Regions from separate parts of the Mus musculus genome. Here region 1 is linked to region 2. The links are chromatin contacts, called in public HiChIP or PLAC-seq maps. All regions are on one chromosome and are shown on one strand. The core of a region is the stretch at or near the end of the contact, and the rest is flanking DNA. Distances in the headings are between cores, read along the strand shown.

What was found. HiChIP or PLAC-seq counts read pairs in DNA pulled down with a chosen protein or histone mark.
Region 1: a contact with region 2 is called in an H3K4me3 HiChIP or PLAC-seq map of embryonic stem cells, with 3 times the contacts expected there. The contact joins the promoter of Reck here to the promoter of Rusc2 in region 2. A contact is called at or near these places in 2 of 115 datasets of contacts at active chromatin or transcription factors (embryonic stem cells and pancreatic cancer cells).

What each region holds. Positions count from the first base shown.
Region 1 is chr4:43,873,768-43,878,018 of GRCm38.p6, reverse strand. Reck (reversion-inducing-cysteine-rich protein with kazal motifs) reads right to left here and starts at 2,489. Exons shown (of 21, transcript NM_016678.2): 1 at 2,314-2,489. The coding sequence starts at 2,413.
Region 2 is chr4:43,404,376-43,408,864 of GRCm38.p6, reverse strand. Rusc2 (RUN and SH3 domain containing 2) reads right to left here and starts at 2,363. Exons shown (of 12, transcript NM_199057.3): 1 at 2,185-2,363.

The DNA of each region.
Region 1 (4,251 bases), core at 1,240-3,739, 470 kb before region 2:
ATGTCTAAGAGATAGAAGGGCTACTGGAAATAACCAGCCCAGTGTGTTCCAAAGTGCTATAAAGAACGTTAAATAGCAAGCCTTTTGTTCTTTCCACAGCTGTTTTACTGAGATATAAATCACATCTTGTGAAGTTTACCCTTTTAAGGTGTATTAATTCAGTTATTTTCAGCATATTTGACTATATAACATTCCTATAAACCAAAAAGAAACTCTCACCCGGGAGTAATTTTCTAGTTTCTCAGCAAATGAATGTCTTTGTGAAAGGTCTCCATAGACCTTTTATTGTGAATTAATTCGATGGGCTACAACTGTAGTGTGCTTTATTCACCCACATCATACATACAAACATACACACATACATACATACATCTATCTTTTTCAAGACAGGGTTTCCTGGATGTCCTCCTGTCTGTAGCCTATGCTGACCTTGAATTCACAGAAATCCTCCTGCTTCTGCATCCTAAGTGCTGGGATTAAAGGCGTGCACCACCACAGCCTGGCCTACATTGTCTTATTTTTAATTGTCTTTCCTTTTCTGCTTCTCATTTTTTGTTTGTTTTTTTATTATTGAGACAGGGTATCACTCTGTGACCCAGGCTGGCCTGTGTATTGTGGCAATATTCCTGCCTTAGCCTTCCAGGAATTGCAGGTGTAAACCACTACACCTGGCTTGTCCAAATACATCTAAGAGCTAACCTTTTGGTGTCTGCTATTCTACATGCTATACATGGATACCTCAGTTAATCCTCTTAGTAAAATCTTGAACCAGAAGTACCCAACCTTCTTAAAGCTCTGACCGTTTAACACACCTCATGTGGTGGTGACCCTCCCTCAACCATAAATGCTTTCTTTGCTACTTCATGACTTAAATTTTGCTACTGTTATGAATCATAATCATCTCTGGGTCTTTGATGGTCTTAGGTGACACCTGTGAAAGGATCATCGGACCTCCCAAAAGGGGTGGCGTCCCACAAGTTGAGAACCATAGATGTAGACGGTACCATATATAAGAATGTGGATATTAAAGTAAAAAAAAAGATTAAGGCTAAGTAACTTACTGAAGTTTTCCTAAAAGCCCTACTCCACAACAGTGGGATAAGAAGGGGGTAACTAGTATTCTTTAGACATCTTTGGACTAACTAGAACACAGAGAGATAAGCTGGATTAGTCAAGAATTCACAGTATTCTTTCGTCCCTTTTCTATTGGTTTCCTTACTAGTTTATAGTTAAATTTAGAATTCAAATAATTAACTAATCCCAGGTTCCTGTCACAATCTTCTTCAAATGCCTTCCTTTAAAATAAATAAATAAATAAATAAATAAAGCATCAACCAAAACTCCTTAATTTTAACTTCTCAGGCTTTCTTGAAAACTTCCTTGAGACTGGGTATGTTTTTCCCCTGAGTGCCTCTCCCTGTAAGCAACACACTCCTCCGTTACTTTTGTTATAAAAATTCCATTCATCTTTCGATGGCTAGTATAGGTAGACACTCGGTTTTTCTCATCTTCTAGGTGAATGTCAACGTTCCTCTGTGCACATGCAGCCCCACCCGCATCTCTCCTCTGAACCTGTCTGCCTGAATTCAAACTGCTTAGCGCTCCTGTCTTCCACCACCTATCAGCCTGAGGTGTCCCGGGAAGCACGAGTTCGTGTCACATCCGAACGCTGAGCAAGCGCAGGAAGGACAATCCTAAGCGGTCAAGCTTTCCATCCATCTCTGGTGCAACTGCTTTAACAGAGCCCTAGAACACACCTCTCTCCCGAAGCCAAGCCGCCACGGGGTGATTTATCGATGTGTAGTCAACCCCCACCCCACCTTACCCCATCCCCCAGCCGGGTCTCAGACCCACGGTGCACCCGCCAGGCAACCTTGTGGACCCTATCAAAGTTCACCGCCACTCAGGCCAAGTCAGTCAAATTAACAAGTGACAACAACTGACTGGGCAGCAGCAGGGGAGCTGCACCTACGTATCCCTTCCGCCCAGCGGTGCTATCCGGAGCCCAGGCACCTCCCTGTTTTCTGACAGGGACCCTGGCCAGGGACCAGGGTCCGGCAGGGCAAGGGGCCCCTGTCTGGGAGGTGACAGAACAAGGCCTCGAACCCCAGTCACCACCCCAGGGTTCGCAAGATCTTCAGGGAGAAGAAGACGAGGGCGGAGAGCGGCCTCCGGGTCGGGCTCCAGCCCGGCGTTCCTGACCGCCGCCCGCGGGTCTGGGGGCACGCGCACCCCGCCCCCGGCTCCGCGCCATCTTGGAGCGCTGAGGCACTCCTCAGGACCGCCCCGATCGTGGCTCCCGCGGCTACTCACCCGCGCTGCCCGGGGCCAGGCCCCCCGTCACCTCCGCGACCCCCGCCGCGGCCAGCAGAAGTAGCAGCGCGCTGCGCGGGGAGGCCCGGACGCTCGCCATGTCCGGGCCGGGTGGGTCCGAAGCCGCGGGATGCTCGGACCCAGCCTGGCCGTAGCAACCCCTGGCACCAGGCCCCGCCCCCGGCGCCTTGGCTCTCTGGTGATTGGCTGCGGCTCGCTGAAGCCCCGCCCCGGCCGCTCAGAGTTTTCAAAACCTCCCGGGGGGCGGCAGCGCGCCCTGGACCCTGGCTCTTTGTTATGGGCCAGCTGTGTGTCGCCTTCGGACTCGGGCTCCCGGGCTGCGGTCTTCAAACGGGAAGTCAGAGGCTGGAGACCCCTGTGGAATGCCTCTGTCCCGTGTCGGGGCACATAGGGGGTGGGGAGCCCGCAGCTCAGGGGCGACTGGCCTGCCGAGATCACTCTGCAGGTCCGTCTGATTTGCAAGGGCTAAGTCAAAGCTGAACTGTAGGGCGTGCACCCCTAGTTGAATCCTCCAGAACACTCTTACTATCCTGTCCAAAGGCTGCCTCGACCTAAAGAAGGCGTGTTACCTGGCCTCCCCTCAAAGCCAAAGGGCTCTGCTGAGGGCACGGATTCACAGGCTGGCTTCGCTGTTAATACCTATTGCACTCAGAGAAAGGGTCAGGGCAGCCTGTATGACTAGACTTAGAGAGCCTTGAAATTCAGAATTGGTTCGAGAGGATTTGGAGATGAATCTTTGAGCAGCTACTCCGGAGAATGTTCCAGAGGACCTAGGAATCAAAGCGAATTCATTGTGGAGAAACGCCCCCCACCCCCCACCCCCCCCTTTTTCCTGGCTACCTGGCCCTTGAACAGATAGCTCGTCCAGTTTAGAGACTTGCTGTTCAGAAGTGAAGCCAATTGCTTATTTCCAGATTCCTCTATTCAGGTCACTAACAGCAGCTTTCTCCTGCGACAGATGGTAACTATGACTGTAATGAAAAGAACAAAGTCTTGACACCCTCCTCGAGTCCAGATTGTACACTACTCCCGACTAGCCCCGTGTCTGTGGGTGAGGACATTTTTACTTCTGAGCCTCCCCCCCACCCCAACCCTCATGCTGGCCTTCTTGATAAGATTAATGAACGTATTGTGTTTATTTACTTATTTTGAAGACAGGATCTCATACAGCTCAGGCTGACCTTGAGTTTACAATGAAGCCAAGGCTGGCCCTGATTTCCTGATCAAGCGCACAGGAACCCAGTCTCATATTGTATTTAGAATGTCTCAGACAGTGCTTGACCCAGTGAATAATTGAGATATCTGAACTCAGGCCATGGGGCTAACTGGCTGAACGTATTTCCCACTCTGCCCCTACTACTTTGTGCTTCTTCAAAACAACAGACTTTCTTTATTAAAAACACTGAGGACAAGCCGGGCGTGGTGGTGCATGCCTTTAATCCCAGCACTTGGGAGGCAGAGGCAGGTGAATTTCTGAGTTCAAGGCCAGCCTGGTCTACAAAGTGAGTTCCAGGACAGTCAGGGCTATACAGAGAAACCCTGTCAACAAAACAAAACACCACTGAGGACTGTATTACATCGTTTCTGCCCCACCCTCTTCCCTTATCAACTAAGGCTTTACTTTCTGGAACAGTTCTAGGCTCATAGCCCAGCTGAATGGACGGTACTAAAACATAAAGTGCCCCTCATATGCACAGCCTCTCTTACAACCAATGTCCACCACCTGGCACCTTTGTGACAATGGGCGTGCCCGAGCTGACACGCGGAGTCACTATTGGGAATGTGCTGTGACAAATGTATAGCGTTTATCTACCACTCTTCCTTTTAACTTTATTTAAAGTGTAGCTGTCAGGAAAAGTGTGTGGTTCACCTTGGAGCTCATACTATATTTCTGCCCTACAATGCTGGTGTGATCAC
Region 2 (4,489 bases), core at 1,114-3,613:
CAAACAATAGAATTAATAATAAAAATTAGGAGCCCTAATTTTTGAACATTAAAAAAAAAAGGAATGAAATGGGAGCTAGGGAGGTGACCCCTATAACCCCAGCATCTGTAGGGTAGGGAGAAAGGTTAGGAGTTCAAGGCCAGTCTGAGCTACAGTCGGTTCAAACTAACCTGGGCTACTGAGTCTGACTCAAACAACACAAAGAGGAATGATGTAATAAGCCATTTGACTTTGCCTCAAACACTGCAGAAAACAAGCGAGAGTGCATCTAAGACTTCTTCCCTGGGAGTGAATGTAACACTGTGGCCATGGGTGAAGAGCACTCTGAGATGAATGAACTCAGTTCACACGTGTTGTTCCTAATTAAATGAAGAGAGGAGGAGGAAACTCCCATAAACGAAGACGAGCCTCCTACCTAAATCTAACTCTGTAGGTAGAGTAGTGGCTCAGCCAGCAGGAAGATGTGACATCTAGGTGCACAGATGCAGGGAATCTCCAATTCCATCTAAACATCCCCATATAGTCACAGGCATTTTCACTGCGTGGGCTTGCTTGCTTATATTTTTGAGACAGGGTCTCTCTGTATAGCCCTGGCTGACCTAGAACTGGCTCTGTAGCTGAGGCCGGCCTTGAACTCAGAGATCTGCCCGCCTCTGCCTCCTGAGTACTGAGATTAGAGGTGTGTGTGTCATCACACACGTTTAACACACGAGGAAACCAAGCTGCAGGTTATGGGTAGCTCACTCCCAATCACAGCTGAAATGGCTCCAAGCCTGGGCACGTCCCCTCTCGAGGGTGTCTACTACCACTCATTCTCAAGGGCTTGAGGCCAGTCCTCTCCCTCAAGTCCGGCCATCACCCTCACACAGCTGTTTCCTACTATTCCATGGTGCCCACTGCCGTGACCACTTATATAAGCTCTATCAACTAGTCTGAACCTGCGGCCCCTTTCGTCCCATGTTCTCACATTGGTCAATCCTGTTTCCTGCCCTTCAGGCCCCAGTTCTCAGGCTTCTGCCTCATCCTGGCCCATTCATGGTTCTCACGACACTTCCCCCTTGCTCCACTGTGCTGTTCACAGTTCTTGGCTTGCTGGGAACTAACCTACTCTCAGGACACTCCCGAAATGCCCAGTCACACATTGTAAAACTCCCGTCTAATCTCCAAGTTGACTACCGGGTGAATGGTGGAAACAGGGCTAAGGATCTGTCTGCCTACGGGCAAGACAACTCCAGAAGGCCGCTTCCTGTCTTTGTTCACCCAACAGCATCCCTCTGTTGGTCACAGTACCTAGTTGCTGCTTTTCTGGTTTCTTCAGAGCTAGCAGGGAGGGAGGCAAAGGCATTCATTGTTATACTTTAGTGATCTGACCTTGACCTGAGGTCCTTCGGAGAGCCTCTGTGGGGCTGACAGTCTTCTCTAGGGCAGGACGAAGGGAAGAGGGCGGTATGGTGGATCAGGGGGCATTGGTTTAGCTTGTGCTTTGGTCCCTTCCTGCTAGGAAGCTGCTCTGTAGAGCAGGGCTGAGTATAACATAAGAGGTCAGGTGCCTTCAGCATCCCTCTCTCCATACGCTGTAGGGCATTTGCATTCATTCTTACTGCAACCAATCCCAGAGCCTGGCAGCTTCTACAATGGATATGTCTGTGTGCATACAAGTATGCATGTGTGGGGAGGAAAAGCCACCCAACCTTCTGGATAAGAATGCATAGATTCCTGCATGGTTTTCAGCATAAACTTCCACGAGCTGTAGAAGGGTCTCCACCCATTCAGCCTTTGTGTCCAGATTTGAAAGCTGCAGCTACAGCAGCTTCATTAGAAATACCCAGATAGAAAGAAAGAAAGGAAGGAAGGAAGGAAGGAAGGAAGGAAGGAAGGAAGGAAGGAAGGAAGAGAAAAGGATCTTGTTTCTTGACCAAACAGCACAGATAGATAGCATCAGCCCAAGCCTCTTTCTTGCCCGGCCCATGCATGCATGCAGAGATGAGTTTGTCTCCGCTTGCTGTCACTCTCCCTTTCCGAAAGACAAAGCCACCCTTCAGAAGCCAGAGCCCAGATGCTGATGCTGATCCGGCCTCTGCCAGCAGTGACCTCCCACCCCCCACCCCAGAGCCATTCCTCTGCAAGGAGCCTCGAGCTGGACCTGGTGGCTCCCGTTCCTTTTGCACGCCCGTCGCGCCCTACCTCGACAATGGCAGCTGAATCACTGGTCCTCGAGATCGCACAAGGGGGACCGGGCTGATACCCTGAGATCTGATTTCTGTTAGTACAATGGCATCCCGAGCTAATGCAGGGAGGCTGCGCAATCTCAGCCTGTCTTCTTGCTGCTGCTGCTGCCACGGCGGCTGGGCTGCGGTGACGTTGCTACTAAGGGGAGGGATGGGGAGGGAAAGGAGCAGGCAAGCCCACAGTGCAGCCACTCAGTTCCAGGTCGGTCCCTTCGGCCTGTTAGTCTGGGGGAGGGGCGTAGAGAGAGAAGTCAGCCACAGGGGGCAGTAGGTGCTGGAAGACGGAGACTTTCCAGACAGCAGCATAAAAACCCAGGGAGAGCCGAGCCTAGCTTCTCCTGGGTCCTGAGTGTTGGAAGAAGTCTGGGCAGAGCCTGGGCGCTTCCTTCCTTCCTTCCTTCCCTTCTCAGGCCGCTCCTTTCCGACCTTGGCTAGAAGCACCCCCCCACACACACTCCTCCCACTCAGGCAGTGAATGACTGCGTGTTTCCCAGCTTTTTCTTTAGTTAGGTTTCCAGCTGGGTTAGGGTGGAGGGTCATCCTGGAAGGAGATTTTGGAAGCCCCACCCAGAGGCTACACTAAACAAAACAATATTCCCAGCGACAGATCAGCATTCCACCAGCTAAACAACACCGGCATTTTTCACAAGGCCCAATCTCAGTGCTGGGTTTCCAGGGTCCCTCTGCGTAGGCTTCTGAAGGAAGCCCCTGGGCCACAGGGGGCTTCTCTGAGCAGGTGGCTCTGATGCTCCAAGTCTGGGTGGCTGCAGGCCACCTCCCTAACCCAGGGTTCAGCTGGTCTCCCGGCTCTTCAGAGGGTCTAACAGTTTAAGCGGAGCTGAGCCTGTCACATCAGTTTTTGGTTCTTGCGGACTTGGGTTCGACCAGGGTTGTAAGGGAGTCGATTCCCTTTAACCAGGCAGAGAGTCTGGAAAGTTCCTTCTCCCACAGGAAGGCAGGCAAAGGAAAGGGACTGGGTTCTTAGAGCCTTCGCTTCAACTGTGGACCTTCTGAACTACCTGCCTCTTCCTCTCTCGAGTTCTGGGCCATTCTGTGAGGATAACCGCGCAGTAGCAGACCACACACGAGCCAGGTGTGTAAGTGGAATCTGTCGCTGCTCACTGATGCCACCCTCCAAAACAGCAGCTTTCAGGACAACCATGGCAGCACATGCCTCTAATCCCAGCACTTGGGAGGTAGAGGCAAGCAGATGTCTGTGAGTCGAAGGCCAGCCTGGTCTACATAGAGAACTCTAGGGTGGCCAGAACTACATAGAGAGACCCTGTCTCAAAAACTCCACAAAACAAAACAAAACCAACCAGCCAACCAGCCACCTTCCTGGTGAGCGCTGTGGTTCCCAATGAGTCATGCGCATTTATTTGGTTTTGCTCTGAACTGTTTCCTTTACTCCCCCAACTAAATTTCCAATTGAACTGAGGGCTTTATGTGTCCCAGGCAAGCTCTCCTCCCCTGAATATTTCTCCTCCATGGTTGGTTGAATCTGTGGGCCGTAGAACCCATGGTATGGTGGCTGACTATGCTATCTCCACTCTACCGGGAAGACTCTGGATTTCAGGTCTCAAGAAGCCTTGAGAGGCAGCGCTGGGGTTCCAGGTGCACGCCTTCACATTCATCTACTTCCGTTCTTGCATCTTCCCCGCGCTCCTGAGACCTGTGTGTTTCCTGACTTCATGCTGACCTGAGCTGAATTACAGAGGTCTAACCTTGACTCGCTTGAGGATCAACAGCCCCTGGTCCTACAAAGAAGCAAACAATGAAGAAGAGAAGCCGGAAAAGGGAGGAGCTTACAACCCTGAGCAGCCAGTAGCAGCCCTCTCAGCATGGCTGAAACGGTAGGTGTGGGGCGCTGGCCTTTTCTGGAGCTGATAGAGACTACTTCTGGGGCTTGCTGTAGGTTAAGCAGTGCCATTTGTGATCAAGAGCATGGAGTACTCACTACTTGATTCCCATGAGAACTTTGGGCCCAGGGTCTTTGTCCCGAAAATATCTGTGAGGCAGACGACCCCGAGCCTGCAGAGCTAGCGACACACACTCCATGATTCCTTTAGTTTAGCACACCACAGATCATGCTGTTACTTACTACCCAGCCCTACTGCATGCCTGGTGCCCAAGGAGCCAGGTGTAGTGACCCCAGCGTCTGTGACCCTAGCGTCTGGGAAGCTGAGGGGCATCTGCTTTCGCTGCGAGTTTGTGGTCAGTCTGGATTACATTGCAGGACCCTGTTTCAAAGAGGGACAGAA